2 separate regions of the Anas platyrhynchos genome follow, and region 2 is linked to region 1. Evidence: chromatin contacts called from public Hi-C data. All regions are on one chromosome and are shown on one strand. The core of a region is the stretch at or near the end of the contact, and the rest is flanking DNA. Distances in the headings are between cores, read along the strand shown. Region 1 overlaps LOC101790603 (a long non-coding RNA gene). Region 2 holds the start of LOC119717037 (a long non-coding RNA gene).

The links. A called contact is a pair of places that touch in the nucleus more often than the background predicts.
Region 2: a contact with region 1 is called in a Hi-C map of skeletal muscle, with 1.8 times the contacts expected there. The contact joins two enhancer-like sites. A contact is called at or near these places in 4 of 8 Hi-C or Micro-C datasets (F1 follicle, skeletal muscle, small yellow follicle and 1 more).

The regions. Positions count from the first base shown.
Region 1 is chr5:55,528,742-55,535,135 of IASCAAS_PekinDuck_T2T, reverse strand. The region is part of intron 4 of LOC101790603 (a long non-coding RNA gene); the gene reads left to right. ANO5 (anoctamin 5) reads right to left here. Exons shown (of 21, transcript XM_038179109.2): 21 at 6,296-6,394. Among named protein-coding and RNA genes, the nearest start is that of SLC17A6, 15 kb to the left of the region's middle. Within about 2 kb of position 3,850, at least 2 of the 8 cell types and tissues checked have an H3K27ac peak or open chromatin away from gene starts, as enhancers often do.
Region 2 is chr5:55,807,512-55,813,122 of IASCAAS_PekinDuck_T2T, reverse strand. The region is part of intron 3 of SVIP (small VCP interacting protein); the gene reads left to right. LOC119717037 (a long non-coding RNA gene) reads right to left here and starts at 5,473. Exons shown (of 4, transcript XR_011809807.1): 1 at 5,088-5,473. Within about 2 kb of position 1,377, at least 1 of the 8 cell types and tissues checked has an H3K27ac peak or open chromatin away from gene starts, as enhancers often do.

The sequences.
Region 1 (6,394 bases), core at 2,601-5,100:
CTGCCAGAGAAACGCTGGGACCACTTCAGCACTCTAAAAAGTAACACAGAATGTTTTCTTTGAAGACATTGATCCTGTAGCATTTGCTTTTCCTGTGCTAAATAATGTCAACCTTTTTCCAGGATACAGGCTTAATTATAAAGCTTCTGAATGACTGAGAATTTTGTGCATTTGTGCACAAATAACTGGCATTTATTTTGGAGTTAAGAAACTCACCACAATAACCTTCTAGGAAGTTGTAATTGTTCCTTCCACAAATGAAACTGAGAGTACCTAGCTCAGCATTTGCCCCATCCTCATCATACACACTAAGCTCTTTCACAAAAGTGCTTATTCCTGTGACTGTCTTTGTGCCCAGGAATGAGTCAGGTCCCTGGAAACAAGAGATGCATGAGTAAATCACTGGTGAGCGGTGGTGTATCCAGGAGAAGGGGGGCTGCTCTTTGCACAGGGAGGTGTGGGGTTACGCTGGATGGACGTCTGAAGCAGAGTTTACCCTTGCACTGGAAGTGAAGCAAATGCTCCAAATGCTTTCTTTGCATTTAATTTCTTCCAGCTGCAAAAGGAAGCCCACTTTTCCCTCCCCCTCAGAATCAACCTCTTGGATGCCCCATTTCAGTTCCTGTCTTAACTGCTAATAAAATTGGCTCCGCTCTCCTAGGCAGGGGAGACTTGCTGACAGACTAGTACTTACATTTAAAGGCTTATACACATCTGAGTATTAACAAGTGTCCATGTTTCTTTACGTGGTCTGGCTTCAAGCCTGTTTCTTGACTCAGTTTTTCTGTCTTCTCCAGTTGCTGAGCCATTATACCTCCATTTATTCACCCTCCCCTATTTGAAAATAAGGTTGTTAATAAGGACTTCATAGTTCCTTGCTAAAATCAGTTCCCTGTAAAGTTCAGCAGATAACTTTAGCGCTTGGAACTTACAGAAAAAGTACAAAGCAGGTTTCTTTCTGTGTTGATTTCCTCCATGTGTGTCACCTCCTTGAACTCCAGTCAGAGTAGTGACCCCATTAACGGTATTATTTTACCAGGGAGAGTATGTTCATTTGATGAAGAAGCTGAATGTTGTTCATTGATACATGGCAGCTTGGCACATTATGGCATCCTCTAATTAAAGCATGAGTCATCATGACAGGCTCGTTGTAGCCACAGAATAATTTGCTATTTTGACGAGTGCCCAACAACAATGTAATGAAAAAGCATTGAGCAGCTTAGTGCTGTACCATGAAACACACAGGATCTCGTTGTTCCCTCTCTCAGAGCAGGAGATTTTTCTATTTATAAATCTTTGTGAAAAATCCCTTTATGATGGTGTAACAGACTGTTCCATTAAAAATGAAAGAAAAGAAAAAAAAAAAAAAAAAAGTAGAGTGCTGGAAGGTTTGCTTTTTCCCAGGAGAACACCCCAGACACACCCCGCAGGATGATCTGTCATTGTTCTTTAGCCTGAACCTGCACACGCCAGTGGATTGAAGTGGCAGGAAACATCATTAACAAAGGGTGCTTTGAGTTCTTGGCCAAGACACAAGGAATATTTCTTGAAATGTTCATGCAGTTTGGGATCCTGACACACACACCTCACACTCTGCAGCATCTTGGGAGGATGCTCTGGAGGCACATGAATTGCATTTCTATTTGGGAGCCAGAAGCCCATGCAAGGAAGACTGTTAGCAGATGAATTGAAGTGTGACCTGGCACCTAGGATTCGGTGTCTGCTAGTACTGCCACTTCTGAGGAAGCCAAAAAAGCTGTCATGATACAGAAGCAATGCTATGTGAAAGGGGAAAGCAGGGAATCCTTCCTGATCGTAATACACTCACTTGTAGCTTGCTTACAGCAGCACAAAGTCTAGACACCTTGCAGCATGGAAATGCTGGTACTGCTGGTGGTCACAAAAATAACAGTTGCCATTATATACACAGTGAGCTGCATTTATGTAAATCTCTTGGCCCACCTACTCCAGCTCCTTTTTTAAATCTGGATTTCATAGTGAAATTTTGAATTCTTGGCCACATTGGAAAATGGTAGCAAAATTTTCATCAGTACAGATGGACTCAGGATTTTAGCTGAAGAATAAATAATATAGGGACCACAACCAGAAAAGAGGCTCAACCTTACCATGATTGTTTGCTGTCACTCTGCTAATAGGATAACGTCAACAGAAGTGTTTATTCAAGAGAACCCAAGAGCAAGAACATCTGTTGTGATGAGACTCTAGCAAGGCAGAGAATCCAGCCTTCCGTTTTTCATACTAAAATGTTCTCTTTGGAGTACTTCTATTCCTCCTCTTGAAACATTAAAAGAGCCACCTAGAATGCAGCCCATGCTTCTTGAACATAGGCCTCCTGTTACACTGCTGCAAGAACTATTTGAGACAAATTAGTAAAAGCCATCAGCACAAGGGATGCATGTGGCCAGGGGCAATCTGATACAGAACTTTTCCACTGTTGGTTTTCATTGCTGGAGATGGTATGGTCCAGATTCCTAGCCACATCAAGCATTTCAAATACACTCTGGCATTGAAAGAACACTGTGGCAGTGTTTAAAAGGCTCGTTTACGTAATGTCTCTTGACTAGAGTAGTTCTGCTGTCCCCTACATCATTCAGGTTGAAAACACTCTGCTAAATTCCCTCTCCATCTGGCTGTAAAATGGCAGGCCACTGGGAACACCAGCTGCTTCTTGCACTGCTTTGTTCTAGCAAGCAGCGCTCCGGCTGCAATGCCTACAGACAGTTATGGTGGGAGGCTGGAAGGAACACCTGGAACAGAGCAGGGACATTTGAAAATCACAGCAAGACAATATTGTTCTTGTTTTTGTACTTCCCCCCCCCCCCCCCTCCTATTGTCTGTCCATGCATCACACTGAGGCCGTGTAAATGAGCTCCAGGAGAAGGAAAGCTCTAGTGAGGAGCGATGCTTCTGTGTTACAGCCAGCTGAGCGACCCACAGTGGTGTTTCACTGAGGTTACTTCAGATGTGCACCCATGTGAACAGCACCAGAAGGCAGGGTTTTGTTTATGGTGTGGGGGTAGAATGCCCGTGTTATGGAAAGTGAGGGCTCACAGCGCACCACTGGAGCGTGGGCTGTGTAGGCGTTAGGGTGTAAACAGCTTAACACAGATGGCTGGAAAAAACGTATACTGTGATAGTTCTCATAGATTTCATCCATTCTTACAGTAGCATGTAAGTAGAAACAGGTTTTGTATGTATTTGCAGCTTGTTTTGTCATCATTGGACTTGTAGATCTAATTAATTCTTTAGCTGCTCTGCTCCTATAGCAAACCAGCTTTATAACTTGACTGTCCCACCTTTTGTTGTTTGGCCTTTAAACACAGCGATTTAAACCTGGCTGGCTAAAGGTGTCATTCAGAGAAGTTGATATTTCAAGTTAACTCCATGGTCTTTTACAGCCATAGCCTTTGGGCTACACACATTTATATCAGAGCCTGATACCAAGAGAACAATGATCGTCCTGAAAAGAGCCATCGTGCAGGCAAACATTACCATTTAAGAAAGAGAACCGTGCTTTTAGTTTAATACCTTCATTACAGTCTACAACGATTCAGATTAAATTACGTAATATATTAAAAAGCCACCTGAGTTTAAATCTCTCTATTTCTACTTAGGCTAGATAGATATGCAACATTTGACCACAGAATTACTGAGGTTTCTATTCATTTCTGGCAGCAACCGTTCAGTTAATGCACAGGATTGCTAAGTAATAGCTGTGGGCCTTTGGACCATCAAATGAGAAAGCTCAGTCAGGCAGCAGTTCGAACACAAACGTGTTTCTGACTAGTTAACAGCATTGCTGAGGAATTAAGGAAGAGTCATACACTTACTAAATGTTTTAGGTTGACTCATTTCTGACTGAGAAAGCATAGTCACTGGTTGCTGCAGGGGAATGTGCATATGTGCCTTCCAAAAATTGATATGGCTGCTGAATTTCACATCCTACTCAGCTCCCAGCAGATTTCTCAGTACACATGCTTATGTAAAAAAAAAAAAAAAAAAAAAAAAAAAAAAAACGCAAAAAACTTCCTGAGCTGCATCTGAATGATGTAAGTGTTGGGTAGGGACAAGTGATTATTTAAAACCAGAACAAGATTTAATTTAGCTCTTCCTTTTTAAGGATGCCTTTAAAGACTGCTGCAGAATTGTGACGACCCTGAGTAGGCAGAAGGACAGACAAGAAACGATATCTGTGACTGAATGACGTTACATTACAAAGTTATTTCCAGAATATTTGAATCATTGATATAGTAATGATCATTTTTTCTCCTTTACTGCTTCCCCTCTGTATAGGGAAGTAGGGAAGGAAGCGTTTTGATGCATTAGTCCTTTGTTCAGGCTGCATTAGCCCTCTTAATCCCATCTCTTTGCCATACCAGAGGTTTGGGACCCCCACCCCCTGCCCAGCTTTGTTTAGTAGCCTCTTTAACTTGTGCTTTAGTTACATCTGGGACTTCAGCTTGCAGGAGTTGCCAGTGGTAGAGTTATGCTGACCTGAAGGTATTTTCACTGTCACATCTAAGAGACTATTTTCAGAAATGTAGTTTTTGTTTTTGTTTTTAAAAATTTTTGAACAATCTGAGGCATGTTAGACAAGGTATTTTAAGTGTTGCAAAGCCCATGCATTTGAAACAGACATGAAATGTGCAGATTTCAAATTTTGGGATACTATTTCTTCCCAGGCTTTCTGTTTGTTTTTCTAATAATCTACTGGTGAAGGGGGTTGCTTATATAGTCCTACAAGAGCAGAAATATGCAGCATACAAAATAGACAAATGCCTGTGTTCAAAACGTTTCTTCCATTTCAGTACTCTCTACCATTTTTTGCATAGCATAAATAGGGACTTATTTTTAGAAAAACCATTTAATATGTGTAGCTGACGATACTGAGCAAATTAAATGCCGCCAACCACCAAACACTGCTGTTAGTACAAGAGAAATGACGTTAAGACTTCATAAGGGTAACTACAATTTTTGATCATGGAGACAAACAGGTATGTTACAGGATTTGTGGGTATCTGACAAATTTTCATGCCATTCTTATAAAATATAATTGTTTCTGGATGAAATCATATTCCCAATTAAATATCCTTACCCATTTGCCACAGGTTTCAGTGTGGACAAAGAGCCCATCTCCAAGAGCAAATATTGAATTTGCCTGAAAGCTTTTAACATTTCTATAATGCACAAATATCCCCTATGTCCCGCAGAGCAACAGCACCTCCCTTGATCTTTTTATTTCTATTCACTGTTTTCTTTTCCCATCTGTATTAATTATTCCTATTGATACCTAATTAAGTAACCTATCCCACCTCAGTAACAAACAATGGCAATAGCATAATATGTAATTACACCTTGCCTTTTTTTTTTTAGTGCAGATGAAATCGTTTTGTTCATCTCATGCATTTCTTTCATGTGATTATCTTAAATTATTATTTTAAAGTTCAAAAGAAAGCAACTATGTCTGGAGGGTGGTGTTGCCAGTTTTGATAATGGGGTTAACAAGTTCCAGTGTTAACTAGTGATGGCAAGTGATTCATTGTGATTTAACCCCAAGTCCCACACCAGTGCCACAATTAAAGTTTTAAAACATGTAGAGTTATCTATGAACATTAAGACCAATCGCTTGAAAAAATCTTGAGCTCTATTGTATTCTCCAGTATACATCCTCCAAGCTATCTAAGCACATGTGTGAACCACTCACACTGTGCGTGAAAAATGTGTGCGTGACTGAGAGCTTGAGAGGTCACCTCACGTCCTGATACCAGAAAAATAAAAACTGTATCCAAAGAATAAAGGAAAAAGCAGCCTGGATGAAAAATGAATCTAGGTTACCATGCTGTTTGTACCATACCTTAAGGAAGATGCAAGTACTCGATCTTGTTCACTGAATTGTGGCCTTCTAACAAAGAATTTGGGAAGCTACAATCACTCATGAGGTAGCTATCATATACGCATGCTATCTCAGCTGATGTGCACTGCTTACAATATATGCAGAACTTAGAACACATTTCCCTTGGTAATTAGTTTCTTAACAGAATGTACAGTTGGAACATGATAACCAGATGTAGGCTTTCTTACCCACTTTTTATTTTTATTTTTTTTTTACTCAGACCACTGCAGGAAACCTGTACGCAGCATCCAAGTATCCTGCAATGAGTTGAACAAATCTTTATGAATACTTTTCTCCAGAAGGCTCTCAGGGCATTTAACTTGCTGAATTCTTGATTTTTTTTAAAAAACAAAACAAAAACACCCCCAAGTTGACAGCATATTAAAAATAAACACAGCTTTATTTGCAAGGTTTAAATCTTATTAAATGTACATATATAAGTTAGCCGAATGCAATGTTTAAAAAATTATCCCGACATTA
Region 2 (5,611 bases), core at 128-2,627, 280 kb before region 1:
ATCTGATTCTCCTCAGTTTTATGATACTCAGCACTGGAGAACCTCCTCCCTGACCTCAGTGTCCCATTTCATTACCTCCTGAGACTTGCTCTTCTTGGCTCAGAGTTTACAGAATATCACTCAACTAATTACAGTAAATGCTTGAGGTTTCAACCATCTTTTTCTCTTTCTAAAAAAACGCAAAATGCTGCCCTATTTACTGATAAACTTGGTTGCTGCTATTGCTACCACTTTTCTAAATAAACTGTCCCAGAAAACTGGGTGAAAATTTAATGCAGGAGTTCTCCAGGGCAATAGCTGGATCCGTTTCTTGAAACACAAGCTTTGTAAGCAATTATCTCTTCCCCCTATTGCTGGATATGAGGGCATTCATAGCAGTGTAACTCTGTGGGTGGGAGTTCACATATCTGCTACCACTGGTGAGCTTTGTGTCCACCACTCACTGGATATAAACTGCATTAGACAAGGGAGTTGGTCGTCTTTGTACAACCCTGTGGTGTGGATATTTCCCCCTCCAGCTTCATATAAACCTGTGGTGCATTTTGTTGTTTTTTTCTTTAGTGGCAGGTTGGATAAAGAAGTATGACTTCTGGAGAGACGATTGATGTTTACTGCCAATAACTTGCCAGTTTCTGCAGCCGAGTGGCACTTACTCATCATGTGGCTTTAGCTGTTTGCGTATGAAGACTCAGCAGTACTTTGCCATTGCAGGAGGGCAGATGTGGAATTGTGTACTAAGAAAGTTAAGAGCTCAAGCCTCTGAACACTAGGTTTTGGCCAATTTTTGTTTTATGTGCATGTTTTATTGGTTCCCTCTCAAGGGAGTGAGATGAGTTTTCTCACATAGAAGTGACGTCTTGACCCTGTAGTCAGTCTGTGTGTACGTTATCTGGTCAGTGGGTACGTCTATGTTTATGGCCAGCTTAGGCAGAGTTCACATGCCCACGTGATGTTTAACACTCACTTTGAGCTCTACAATTAAACTTTTCTCCAACTCCTTATATAGAATGGAGTTCATAAATATGTATCTGGATATGTAGGTTACCACATTTCTTTTCAGTTTCCTAATAACTTGTGAACTGCTTAAGGATTTAGTGCCTTTAAAAAAAAAACAAACAACTAAAGCAGTTTCAATGATAGGCCCTCACAGACTGAAGCCTTTTGACACTGTATAATACACCTTTATAAACCCTCTATACTTACAGCAAGAAAGCTGTTTTATTGTGAGTCTAATAACAGTTCTCCTCACTTTCAGATGTGAATTTCTCTTCAACATATACGTATTTATAAGGAATACTGGAACATAAACACTACGTTAAAAATACCATTAATTCATTGTTTTGTTGCTTTTTCCTTTTAAACACAAGAGGGCAGTGCTGCACTTCAGATGATTTTGAAAAACACAAAACAGAAGACCCATTATGTCATCTCTTGGCCAGTTCATTTGCTGAAACTTCTGTACTATCTGGGTGGGTTTGTTACACTGCACTAACATTGGCCAAATGCCTGAAGCTCTGTCGCTTTTCTTCTGTATTCAGGAATGTCTGTAATTCCCTTCCCAAATGTGAAGCTGCCTTGGATTATTTAGAGCTACCTAAACTATGGCATAACTAGTGACCTCAAGCCCCTCTTTTCACAGACAAGGAAAGCTTGTTGCAGCATGATCAATGTTAAAAAGCTGGCCACTCTTTTCCCTGAAAAGCATTGTATTTGGCTCAGCATGTCATTGACCCTGTTTTGACCTATATTGGCTTTTTGCCTTCCCTGAACTAAATACTTGTTTTACCTTCCGAAATTGTGTCTCACATTGTCTTAGGAGCTCAGTCCTGACACAGGGAATTTCCTGGCTTAACCTTCATAATTGACTCAAGAAAGGAGACCTTACAATTCTAATATGATAGTGTTAGGGCTAAGAAGTTGTGTCCTTGGCAGATGATGAATACATGTAGTTTCCTTTGATTGTTTGCACTTGTTCTCTTCACTGTATTTAAAAAACATTACTATGACCAATTAATTCTAATGAAAATGCATTGAGATGTAATAAAGTACATAAAAAAAAAGTTTGCAATGTGAATTTCAATCCAACATCTGTCCCATTTTGTGTCCTACAGAGATACATAGATGGTACTTAGCACTGGGGCTCGTCATTTGGGATATTTCTAACTAACACATTTTACTTCTCGCCCTCCATCTTATTGCTCCCCCAAAACTGTAAGGGAAGATCAGCAAACTGACCTAACAGAGAGTCGGTACTTGAGCAGTGATTATGAAGATTTTCATGGAAACCAACATAATAACCTCATCAAGCAAATTGTGATTCCTGGACACCTGCTGAAGTTTCCTCTTTGACAAAGCAAGAGGTATTTGCAGTGTGAAGTTCTCATGCTAGTGTGCCATGACATGCTACCCACACTTGCTATAGACAGGGCAAGGTAAGCCTATTCTGCTCCAGGTAATATTATCTGGACCAGCAAAAATGCTCTACATTTATTTTAAAATTACCACGCTGGCTGAACATAAACACCACTTGTAATTGATTCCTGTTCCAGCCAACACAACTGGCTTACTTGTGGCTCTTGGCCTGGCAATGTTCCTGGAAGGTGGGAATAAACAAAAATCAGATCACCTCTGATTGAGTGGGCCTTGTGTTTAAAGGAGGTTTTGCAACCCAGAATTACCACAGAAGCAAATCTTGCTTCTTTGTCCAACCCTTCACTAAATAGGAGATACGTCCACACTTCTTAAGTGACCTGGTTTTGAACATGAAATATATTCCTACAGCAAAGAAACACTTCAGAGGATTTGGGGTGCTGTTATTCTGTATTACAAGTCACCAAGTGATAAAGCTGTTTTTAAAAAAGCTTTCTGTACCATCCTGGCTTGATTGTTTGGACGATCACAGCCTGAACCTAAACTGGGAAATGATTTGGGTGAATAAAAACACTTCTTGTTTTCCTAAGTTTTCTGATAACGTTAATACCAGATCAGAATGAAAGCAAGACATACTGCAGTTCAGTAGCATACAATTTATCGTTGCCTGCAGAGTGCTATTAGGTGGTAAAGCCAACAGCTACATAGATTCAAGCTGCTCCCTACTTGGAGAAACAGATACCACCCCTCTTTGTTACCACTTTGTGCTGCACTAAGTAGCTATTAAACTCAATAGGAATTTGGTCCTTATTTCCTCCATTCCTATCAGTTCACTTCCCCTCAGAAACTGTTCAAAAACATTCAGATGAGTTAGGTGGTTGATACTGCGTTTGATTTACAGCACTATGACCACACCTCTTCCACCTACCTTCTGAAAGCATTTTTAGTTTCTTGCAAAACGCTTGGGGAAAAAAAAAAAAATCTGGCAGCCAGAAAACCATGCTCCTGAACTGACATCAAAGGGCTGAAACTGAGTGACAGGATAGTCTTGCAGCAATAGTTACAGAATGAAACCATCTGCTACTGTGTACTGTCAAGATACACTGATTCCAGGCAGAGATTGGGGCAGGACTTGCTGAGTTTTGGGAGGACACAGAAGCTACGGCACCGCAAGGGTAGGTAGGTAGCACCACTGGGAGCCCTTAGCCAAACAGATGGCTTCAGCATGTGGTTTGGGCACCCTGACAGATTCAATCATGGAGACAAAGCTCATCAGGTACGAGTGGTGCCAGCAGCTGGACTGGGATGGAAAAACCTCTCCAGCCCCATAAAATTTTGCGTGATCCTAAAGGTCTGTTTTACCTTACTTCAAACTCCAGTATACCCACAGGCTAAGAAAGTAGGAGACAAAGCAAAGAAAAGGCCCTTGGCTTCCTTCCCAGTCAGCAGCCAACAAGGCAGTACACAATATAAGCCCCAGAAGAATCAAACCTCCATAAGCATCTCTAGCAGATGCTGCTGTAACACTGTGCTGTGGCAAACAGCTCATCTCACTGATCTAAAATGAACACATATAATGTATTCAGTGTTGCGTCTTCAGTTATAAGAAGCTTGCTATACCTTCCCACACATATATTCACACCTCACTCTTTCACTCATCCCCACCAAGAGCCCTTGAGCTGGTTACCATAGAATTTCTCTCTCTTAAGTTGCTGTTGGTTGGGGGGGGACAGGGAGGGGAGTCAGTAATGCAAATGAAGGCTCAATTATCACTACAATAAAGATAAGGTAAAGTACTGTTCCCACTCAATTATATAAATACATCTGCTTGGGGAAAAAAAAAAAAAAAGACAAATAGAATATGAACAGCAATGTAACATAAGGTATGTTCTACAATAAGCATTAACAGGTGTTACAATTAACATTTCCAAATTATTTCTGAATTGTTTCCAGAATTATGATGTTTATTTAACGTTATATGATAATAGTTTTTAAAAGCCATCTTATGCCAATTACCATCTTGAGTTTTACCACCATTATTTATTTATTCACAGCTAAGAAGTGTTTCTGTGTTGGCTTCTACATGACCCAACTCACACTTCAAGAAGAGGCTCTGGTGCAGCTCAGAGTAGCTCAGCTTTGTAAGACTTTCAGCCTCCCTGACACTCACGCTCCACAGAGTTACATGATGACAAGTTGAGCTAAAGCCACTACGTGGTCCCCTTCTTCACTGTCAGCCTCCATTGATGTGTCAACATTTCATCTTTTCATTATTCACTGTTGTAACAAGGAACTATTTCAGAGTCTCAACAGACCTTGCTTAGGATACAAAACAACATTTGCACATCTGATACACTGCAGGCCAGAGCATCCACTAGTACTCTGATATTCAGTTCAGCCTCCTAGGAATCTATGCAAGATACCTTACTAGCCACACACCATGCCATAGAAATTTTAAGTATCATCCAGAATAACTGATGACCAACTTCGTTTCCCCTCCACAGACAACGTTTTTCAAACAGCCCGTTCTGTTTCCATACTAGCAAACAACAAGAAGCGCTCTAACTCCTTCAGCAAGATGTGGGTGCTCAGCTTTAGCTTTGTAACGTGAATTTCAGACTCCTAACTCCTCAGAAATATAAATAAATAAATATCCAATGTTGCTTCAGAGCTCAGTACAATAACAAGACACCACTTAACTAAAGAACTACACTTACCTTCCAAATACGATATCTCCAGCCCCTCTTTCCAAAAGAAGTTAAATTACTGCAGGATTTTTTTTATTGATTCTCCTGCTTTAACTTCCTTCTCCTTGCATCATACCTATCCCAGGTGTATCAAATAGCAGAAGCCCCACCTGAAAACGTTTTAGTCCAGTTAGGTGGCAGCAGGCAGTACTTTAAAAAAAATAAAAAAAAATAAAATAATCCTTTATAGGGCTCCTATTATACTATCAAATAGGCTGAAGTTTTAAGTCAAGTAGTACTTCAATGTGATTTTAGGATGCTTGAGTACAAATGCGTACCCTAGTTTATTATTTATTTATTTATTAAATTTTAAATCTTGGTTTGCATTTACTGGCATTATTTGTTGATGCTTAATGTTAAAATAAATCTAAGTATCACTTAAATATATAAAATTGTAAATGTTCTTAATCTATTAACATATATCTTCCAATACTGTGCACCAAGCAACTGTGTAATTGCTAGTATTTAGCAGGTATTTATAGGTAGTAAGGTAG